Linked DNA regions of Mus musculus: all the other regions are linked to region 1. The links are chromatin contacts, called in public Hi-C maps. All regions are on one chromosome and are shown on one strand. The core of a region is the stretch at or near the end of the contact, and the rest is flanking DNA. Distances in the headings are between cores, read along the strand shown. Region 1 holds the start of 4933433G08Rik (RIKEN cDNA 4933433G08 gene). Region 2 has its middle 7.7 kb from the start of Gm34828. Region 3 overlaps Gm34974 (a long non-coding RNA gene).

Region 1 (3,046 bases), core at 89-2,588:
ACCTCAACCCATACCTTTCTGAACTTTTTAGTCCCTTTTCAAAAGAGCTGATGTGAGAATATAAGCAACCATGCTCTGTCTTGACCTTACAATGCTAACATTCATGACCTTGCTGGGTTAGATGTCCCTCAAGCCTGTCTAGGCTGCCAATCTGCACGTTTATACTGTCATCTTCTTGATTCCTACCAGGGCCTTTCACCTTTCAGACATGATCACGTGGGGAGCGTGTCTCTCCAACACACCTGAATGCATCTGAGTTAGCACCTCCTCTCTGGCTGGCCGTGTGACCTTGGGTAAGTCGTTCAACATTGTGGGTTCTGTTTCACACCCAACAGGTAGGAATGGCAAGAGCCCTTGTTTCACTGCTCATGGTAAATAAGACATGACAAGAAGGTGCCCAGGCATGCTCAGCCTGGTGCTTGGTTTACCTAGGCACTGGGACTGGCTGTTACAGAGGCCCACTGTGGGCTTCTGCACAGTTGTCCTCTGAAGGGGTGGGAAGCTTCAGAGGGAGATACTGTGCTGGAAGAGGCACTTGTTAACTTCCGCTGTGTTCTTCTGTCTGTCGCAGTGTTATCTGAAAAGACCGAGTTGTTTCCTGTTACTAACATGTTCTAGTCCTGATGTCCCGTTCTTGGTCATTTTCCCAGGCTCCCCACCTGGCCCTGGTGTGCCTCGTGCCTGAGACTTTCTTCATTTGATCCCTAGCAATCAAGCCCCCAGGTGGTCCCTGCCCCATACTTCTCTGGAGGGACAGCTTCTAATCCGGTCTTGTATAGTATTGACGGGGATGGATTTATTAAATGTCTTCCTCCCGAGCATCTAGATTTCTATGTCCATAAATTATTAGGTCTTGAAACCTTACTCCCGCCTCTGTCTGTACATCTCTGTGACATTCCCACAATCCTTCTTCCTTAGTATTCCCAGGAGTATGGTCTGAAGTAGTGAGAAGAGTCGCCTAGAAGCAGCAGTCAGCCAGTGCAGCTCAAGACATAGGCCCTAGCTGGGGATCTTCTGTCTGTATTGGGCTAAGGCCATCACTCCAATTGTGGTCTGGGCGCTCTCAGCCTTTCAACTGAGGGAGGATGTATATGGAAAGCATTTACCTTTTCCCTTTCCTTTGGGGCTCAGGACTTGGGGCCTGGTGGTAGCAAGCTAGCCACACAACTCAGCTCATCAAATGCTGTTGCTCAGTGGTTAGCACTGTGAGCTGCTGTGGTCAGTTAGTCAGTTACACCTTGTATCCATGGAGAAAACAAGAGAATGGACAGACACGCAGAAATTTCTGCTCACTGCCATGGGAAAGTCACTCTGTTTAAGCAAAGATGCCCTTGGATTGAGTGCTGTTCTCCCAGATTCTAGATTTGGCAATAGAATTTGGAATAGGGACAAAGAAGATTCTGGAATTGTATTTAAGGAGGAAAGAAGAGAAGCCTGTGGCTAATATCCAGAGATCTTAGTGGCTAGAGGCCTCACAGGGGGTCTTTAGAAATGCAGGACAAGGGAGAATGTCAGAGCAAACAGGAAAGCCTGGCCACACAGGCCCCAGGTCATCCTGGTGTGACCCTCTCTAGCCATGTCGTGCTCGGCAGATGCCCAGGAGACGTGGCCTGGTTAGGAAGCTCTATTTCCCATAATTAAGACCTTCAGCTTCCACAGCCACAAGGGTAGGGCTGTTGTCTCTATCATCCTTGCATCTCGTTCTCTCTTCCCACTTCCTCATTTGATGGTTGTGCCCTCACAGGGTGGATCCGAAAGGTGAGATTACTCAGAATCTGAGGTTGGCAATAGAAAGTGATGTGAGGTGTTCTGGTAACTCTGCTATTGATGCTGGGGCACTCACCACGGGCCAGACTCTGCGTCTGGCACTAGGGCTGCAGCGGCAGGTAGGCCTCTGGGCTCACTTCACAGGAGGCTGTGAGAATGAACCAGGAGACCCCCGTGGAAACAGTGCCCCCATAGAGACTGAGCAGGCTGCTGAACTAAAGTGGAGCACGGAGCGCTCTGCCTGCCAAACTAAGAACCATGCTCTCGTGAGCAGAGATGACTCAGAGAATGGCTCGGAACAAAGGAGTGGGATGAGCTGATTTTGTTTTTGAAACTTTTAATTCCAAAACTAAATCACACTCATAAAAAGATAAGATAGCGTGAAGAAAGCATGAGATTAAAGTTCTTGTGGTGTCCCCCCACTTTGCGGCACCAGTTCCTTCCCAGGGAAGTCCTCAGTGGATGCATCTGTGTACTTTCTTGATTTATTTATTGACTGCATTTAAGAACATATGTGCTTTTTTCACAGAAATAATATTAAGATGCACACAAGTTAGCTTATTAATAGCTGGCTCTCATTTCATGTGGGTACATATAAATTAATCTTATTAATAACTGGCTCTCATCTCGTGTGGGTGCATGTAAGTGAATCTTGCTTGCTGATGGGGATTTATTTTGTGGTCACTTTTTAAAAAATGGCCACCAGGTGCTGGAAGAGGTGGCTCTGCAGTTAAGAGAGCTGAGTGCTCTTCCAGGATCCCAGATTCTATCCCCAGCTGCTCATACCCATCTCTAGTCTCAGTTCCAAAGGATTTGATGCCCTCTTCTGGCCTCAGACACTAGGTACCTACACAGTGCACAGACACACATTTGGGCAAAACACCCATGCCCATCATACACATAAACATTTGATTTTGTAATGGTCACTAACTGTGATGTTGCCTTTCTGAACTTTGAGCTGAAAATTGAGTGTCTGAATAGTAAATTTTGTTTCAACTATATATTTTTTTTTTTGGTTTGGTTTGGTTTGGTTTGGTTTTTCGAGACAGGGTTTCTCTGTGTAGCTCTGGCTGTCCTGGAACTCACTTTGTAGACCAGGCTGGCCTTGAACTCAGAAATCCGTCTGCCTCTGCCTCCCGAGTGCTGGGATTAAAGGCATGCGCCACCACTGCCCAGCTTGACTATACTTTTTTTTTTAGATTTATTTTATGTCTCTCTCTCTCTCTCTCTCTCTCTCTCTCTCTCTCTCTCACACACACACACACACACAAACACACAC
Region 2 (3,135 bases), core at 616-3,115, 730 kb after region 1:
CACAACCTGACCCTTCTCGGACAGGCCTCTCACCTGGGGGGTCTCAGCCCTAACTCAAAGAGGCCAGGTTTCAACCTCTGGCCTCCAACTCCTGCCCCACTCCTAGGCAGGGCCAGGCCCTTTCCACTGGCTCCATTAGAGCCAGTTCAGGCCACTTACTCACAAGTTTTATGCCCACTAATTCCCAGCCCCACGGGGACCATTTTCAGTTCATCTCCATATGTCTCATCCCCGGTGGCTTTGCATCCTGCTGGGCCTATGTAAATAACCAGATGCAGGGTGGGCCTAGTGGTATAACAAGACACTCCACAAGGACTGAAGATGCCTCCAGTGATGAAGAGGAGGAAAACACTAGCACCCTACCTCAGGAGCTCTAAGGAGGTAACAGGCATCTGAGAGCCATCCAGGGTGCTCACGAAGCCCAGTGGTGAGGGATTAGCTCTGTGGACACTGCTGAACTCTAAGACTCTAGGATGGAATCCTGGGAGTGCTGGAGACATCCAAAAAGTGGTCTCTCTCCCTACTACATCCCCAAGCATCCAGAGCTTGAGCCAAGGTAAATAGACTGAAGGACTGAGGAAGACTTGCATCTCTAGCCAGTCCCACCCAGGAGTAGCCTTATGAAGAGGTTGGAGCCTCAGGAGTTGGCCATCCTAGAGGAGGGACAACAAAGTCATTCCAAAAAGAAGTACCCCACAGCTGAGTGCCAAGGAACAGTTCCATGTCCCGCCCCAATCCATCCCTAGGTGACTGCCCACAGATCATGCCTGACATTCTGGAGGACAGATCATCTGCCCATGTGGGAGGGGTCACAGCCGGGAAGTAAAGGACAGTGACCTACAGAAGACAGATAGGGAGTGTGGGAAATTTGGTGTCACTAACAACCTCTCTTCCTAGAGAGCCAAGCAGGGCTAGAGGTGACAGATTTCACCTGACCTTGGTCTTGTGTGATCTGGAGATGTGTCAATCATGACCACGTGCCAACACCAAAGGAGATCAAACAGGAGCAGAGGCTGGAACAACTCCTGGCAGAACAGCACAGCCAGCTAACAACTCTCAGAGTCTGTTTCCTTCCCATCCCTTCCCCAAGACCAAAGTGCCTCCCTGAGCCTGATCCTCAACACATGGACCTCAAGGTACAAGGACCAGATGAGAACCCCAGATCACCTGAGCCCCTTTTTACAGAGACGGAAACCGAAGCTCTGGAAAGGAAAGGCTCAGCAGAGCATACATGCAGCTGCTGGAACGGAACACCAGTTCAAAGCAGAGCAAGGATGAAGCTCTCCATCCCACATGGCACCACCCCTGCATCACCCCACCCCCAGGCGCATCTGTCCGTGAAAACTGTTACTGTCAGTCGCCGCCCTCCCCAACCTCCATCCTTCCCTTCTTCCTGAAACCAGAACATTGTGCAGAGTAGAGAGGTGGGAGTAGGGCAGCCAGTGGGCAGAAGTGTGATGGTGAAACTCAAGGTACTGGAGAGAAGAAGTCTGGGGACAGCCTCATCACTTTGGGCCATGCAGCCTGGCTGTTGGTACACTGCGCCCCACTGTGCTTTGTCCTGGCTCCTAGCTTGCCCTCCCAGGTTTGACGCACAGCAGTGAAATGCAGAGCTGACCGAGAGAAAAAGCACCTAATCATGTAAGACCCACTCCTGAGAAGCCAAGGCGCGTCACACCCCCAGGTCCTGGTCCCAGGTGCTCTCTGTAGCCCACTGGATGTAGTTGGCCTCATACAGCCATATGAAACTACAGTTAAAAAGGCACAGCAGCAATCCGGAGCTCTCCCTGTTTACGACAGAGTACCACCTCCTACAGCAGCCGCACCACCTTCGCCCACACATGCCTGATGCCACCAAAACAGGCTGTCACAGCAGAGACAGGCCTCTGGTGCCCTCTACTGTTTGACACTCCTGCACCATAGCTGGAGGATGGCACCAAGGCTGGCAGGGGAGACTGGGGAATGGCACCTGCCCCCATTGGGTTGTCCCAGTTTATAACAGCCCCTCCATCCATTTTCCAAGGGGATCCAAAAAAGCATGATACCGCTGCCAGGGGTAGATCAGCAGGGTGTGTCTTGTTGACAGACCACCTAGAGGAATGGCTTGCTAGTGAGCCAGCATGGTAGTGCACATCTGTAATCCCACACCCAGAGAGGCTGAGGCAGGAGGATCCCAAGTTCCAGCCAATCTGGGATGCCTAGGGAGACCCTGATCAGAAAAGAGCTGCTAGTAAGACAGGCTCCTCTCCATCATGGACTGTCTCTCTGCAGAGGCTGCTTCCAGTGTCCCCAACTTGTAGTTCAAGGTCATCACTACTCACAAGGACAATAGCCTCCCTAATTCTGCCCTACTTAGGATCCCCAAGAGTCAAAGAACACAGAAGTAAAATAGCTAGAGATGTATGGCTAGGTATGGAGAGCCACATACAAAGACACATGCCTCTCTCTCCTCTCTCTCTCTCTCTCTCTCTCTCTCTCTCTCTCTCTCTGTCTGTGTGTGTGTGTGTGTGTGTGTGTGTGCGTGCGCGCGCGCTCATGAATATACATATAAAGAGAAAGAAGGAGGTCGAAAGGGAGAAGGGGAAACTGTTGTGAACTGTCCCCTGTCCACTGTCTGCAGAGCTGACCAGTGCCTAAAGCTTTTGGGACGAGATGACATAGCCGGGAGTGTCTAACCCACCTGACAGCAAGTACAGGCCAGAATATATGGGAATTTGGCCCAAGACAAAACTTTAAACTTACTTAAAATACTATGAAGTGGTTTCTGTTGCAATTTTTGTAACTTGAGTGCATGATTCTCAATCACGAACTCTGTAGATGATGTCATTCTGCCTGCTGCCACTCAAAATAACCATAGGCCTGGTCTAGCAATGCCTGGGCCATGGGTAGGATGTCCCTGGAATAAAGTGCAGCTCAAGACAACTCTTCATCAACCAATATGCCCCCAGAGAAGCCAAAGAGAGGGGCTCCTCGGCTCTAGATCACAGTCTCTAGTTCAACTTCACAACATCGGCCTGGAATCCACTGGATTTCTAATCACCTAGACAGAAACAGGCAGTGGGCTTGATTGATTTAAATGTTAGTCTCGGACATAAAATATTTTGTGATACCTTGGCTGGTGTCTGACTAAACCAC
Region 3 (3,270 bases), core at 541-3,040, 780 kb after region 1:
TGTGTCCCAGCCCACGCCCTCCATCTGGACCCAGAGAAGTTATGAGAGGTCAGAGGACTGACCTTCTGAAACACTTCCAGGCAGCCAAGAAATGCAAACACATCCACATATGCATGCGAATATACACATATGCACATCCATAAACACACACTCATATGCATGTATACACATACAAACATCCATAAACACACCCACTCACACATGCATATATATATACCCATACACATCCATAAACACACACATTCATATGCACATATATACACATCCATAAACACACACACGTTCACACATATACATATATACATACATACACACACATGCATACATACACACACACTCACACATGCACATATATACATACACACACTCACACATGCATATATATACACACATCCATAAATACACACACGTTCATACATGTACATATATACATACATACACACTCACACATGCACATATTTACATACATACATACACACACACTCACACATGAACATCTATACATACACCCATCCATAAACACATACACACACTCATATGCACATATATACATACACGCATCCATAAACTCATACACACAAATGCATATACACATACACACATCAAAACCCCACATACTCACGAGCACATATACACGTATAACACACACTCCGAGAAATTAAAAGACATAATATAAGAAATGAAAAAAACACTTCAAGGCTGTTGTTGCCTTTTGCTCTGTTCCGTGTTATTGGGCAGTTTTGTTGGGTTTTGTTTTGTCTTACATTATTTATTTATTTGGAGACAGCACATGCATGCTATGACACACATGTAGAGGTCAGAGGACAACTTGAGAGAGTCGGGCCTTTTCTTCCATGGTGTGGACCCTGGAAAAGAACTCAGATCAACAGGCTTGGCAGCTTAGTGCCCTTACCCACTGAGCCATCTCACTGGGCCCTGTGTTAGAGGGAGCTTTGTGTGGCCTTGTTTGTTTGTTTGTTGTTTCGAGATAGAGTCTTGTGCATCCCAACTTAGCCTAGAGCTCAATTTGTGACAACCACTGTCCTCTTCTGCTCGGGACCTTCCCAGGACCCCCCTCTGGCTTATTTGACAAAGCCTGGGGTCCTGAAAAGAGCTAACAGTAACCTCACCTTCCACCCTGACAAAACCTCAAGTGACTGACTCTCTGTGGCCTACGAGACAGGCCATCTGCTCCCTTCCTGCCTGGGTTTGTGACTCCCCCTCTCTACCAGAAGCATTTTTTTCTCTTGTCTACCTCACCAGCCTCATGCACCTGTTGAGGTGGGTCATCTTGACTAGCGTCCTCCCCACCTCCTTACCTTCCAGGGCTCGAGTGTGGGAAGCCTGAGCCCCTGCATGTGTCCCCTCCCTTCCTCTGTTCCTTTGCTTTCTCCTGTCAATCATTCATTCATTCATTCATTCATTCATTCACGTCTCAAGGCACAGCACCAGCTTCTCCCCTGTGCCCCAACCAAAACAAGCCACTTCCCGCTCAGGGCTAACGGCCACTCCTATACGATGCTGGCCACCCTTCTGGCCTGGCCTGTGTGCCAATGCACCATGGAGAGCCCCAGACTGGAGGGGAACTGCACTCCTTGCCCCTTGTCATCACTTTCTGGGGTTCTTTCCTGGCTTCTGTCCTCACATCTCTGCCAGGTCCAGCTGCTGGGACCATCTTTGAAGACATTCCTGTAAGGTGGGACAATTCACCATGTCAGCTCCAGTTGCAGAGAGCTGGTCCCAACTCCCAGTGGATGAATGCCAGAGCCAAGCTCCCAGACCCTCCGGAGTTGCCATGCAGGCAGCCAGCCAAAGGCCTCTAGAGGAAGATCAGGGAGGATGCCATCGTAGATGAAGGGGTAATGCAGAGTGAGGTTGGACGGCAGCCAGAGAGGGAAAGTGCCGTGTTGAACGGGATAGAATGTTCTCACAGGGTGAGTCTGCCCACATCATAGCACAAGACCAGCCTAAAGGTGAGGAGTCAGAAGCAGGATGCAGGATTCCTTACCCCTGATCTCCCACGAGGCTGCAGGAGTCTCCTCCCTCTCCCTCTCTTCCCTCTCCCCTTCCCCCTCCCCCTCCCCCTCCCCCTCTCCCCTTCCCCCCCCCCTCTCTGTATTTATGTCTGCATTTGACCATGATGAGCACGTAGAGGTCAGAGAACAGCCTTGGGTATTGGATCTTGCCCTCCACCTTATTTGAGACAGGGTCTGTAAAATTTCTTACTGCTCCATGCTCCAGGCTAGCTGGCCTGTGATTTTTCATTGAATCTCCTATTTCTCCCTCCTATTTCACAGTGGGAGTATTGGGATTACAGATGTGCACCACATCTGGCTCCGTGTGGGTTCTGGACAGGTGTTCCAGCCTGCATAGCAAGTGCCTTTATCAACTCTGCCGTCTCCCTAGGCCAGCTTTTAATCTTTCTGAGGACTTTTTTTTTACATACTAAATTTATTATTTGTGTCTCCTGCTCCCCAACGAATGTAATGGGGGATAGGCACATGTGTGGTGATGGTAAGAGTCTGGAGATCAGACCACACTCGTGAAGTCTGGCTCTCCTTCCACCTTATGTGGTTCTAGGAATCAACTGAGGTCACCAAGGCTTCACAGTGAGAGCATTCTCCCACTGAGCCTTCTCTTGGCCCATGGCGACCCCTTCCTGTAGAACGATCCCATGATCCCCCTCTCTGGAGTCTATCTGCCTGAGAAGCTCCTGAGAAATGTTCTTAATTTTTATTTTATTATTTTATGTGTGCAGGTATGTTTGCCTGTGTGGATGTCTGTGAACCACATGAGTACCTGGTGCCCAGAGTCCAAAAGAGGGCTTCAAATCCCCTGAAACTGGAGGTTCAGATGGTCATGAGCAACCATGTGTGTGCTAGGAACTGAACTCAGGTCCTCTAGAAGAACCGCCAGTGCTCTTAGCCACCAAGCCTCTCCTGGCAGGTTTTGATATGTGCATTTGCGGGCTGCTGCAGCTGAACTGTGCTGTGAAGTAGGAGGGGAAGGAATGTGACAGCCAACGCAGGGAAGGGGAGTACATTACATACATACATGCATACATACATACGTAAATTATAGAGGAAGAGAAGCCAATGGGAGGCGGGGAAGTTGAGAGTGTAGGGTAGGAGAAGAGATCCCAGCAGGATTCTAAGTCAGGTGCCCAGCCACAGGCTTCTCTGAGTGCTTCGGAGAGTCCCCCCACCCCCACACGTGGGTCTCTGTGAGCACATGCTCTTAGATATGGAAAAAAGCAAGGGGCTGATTCAA

The links. Hi-C and Micro-C count contacts between places; a contact is called where the count stands out from the background.
Region 2: a contact with region 1 is called in a Hi-C map of bone marrow-derived macrophages, with 11 read pairs. The contact joins the enhancer-like site here to the promoter of 4933433G08Rik in region 1. A contact is called at or near these places in 4 of 484 Hi-C or Micro-C datasets (bone marrow-derived macrophages, hematopoietic stem and progenitor cells, liver and 1 more), 2 of 115 datasets of contacts at active chromatin or transcription factors (embryonic basal ganglia and large pre-B cells) and 1 of 9 other capture datasets (embryonic stem cells).
Region 3: a contact with region 1 is called in a Hi-C map of stem cell-derived neural stem cells, with 2.3 times the contacts expected there. The contact joins the enhancer-like site here to the promoter of 4933433G08Rik in region 1. A contact is called at or near these places in 6 of 484 Hi-C or Micro-C datasets (bone marrow-derived macrophages, cerebellar granule neurons, epidermal suprabasal cells and 2 more), 5 of 115 datasets of contacts at active chromatin or transcription factors (astrocytes, embryonic basal ganglia, embryonic stem cells and 1 more) and 1 of 9 other capture datasets (embryonic stem cells).

Annotation. Positions count from the first base shown.
Region 1 is chr9:61,104,048-61,107,093 of GRCm38.p6, forward strand. It overlaps 4933433G08Rik (RIKEN cDNA 4933433G08 gene), which reads right to left and starts at 1,339. Exons shown (of 2, transcript NR_105026.1): 1 at 1,107-1,339; 2 at 1-577. The region is part of intron 2 of Gm34004 (a long non-coding RNA gene); the gene reads left to right.
Region 2 is chr9:61,828,581-61,831,715 of GRCm38.p6, forward strand. No RefSeq gene overlaps it. Among named protein-coding and RNA genes, the nearest start is that of Gm34828, 7.7 kb to the left of the region's middle. Within about 2 kb of position 1,866, at least 19 of the 459 cell types and tissues checked have an H3K27ac peak or open chromatin away from gene starts, as enhancers often do. A contact at or near this core is called in bone marrow-derived macrophages, where this site is marked.
Region 3 is chr9:61,886,336-61,889,605 of GRCm38.p6, forward strand. All of the region lies in intron 1 of Gm34974 (a long non-coding RNA gene), which reads right to left. Among named protein-coding and RNA genes, the nearest start is that of Gm34974, 11 kb to the right of the region's middle. Within about 2 kb of position 1,791, at least 19 of the 459 cell types and tissues checked have an H3K27ac peak or open chromatin away from gene starts, as enhancers often do. A contact at or near this core is called in stem cell-derived neural progenitor cells and stem cell-derived neural stem cells, where this site is marked.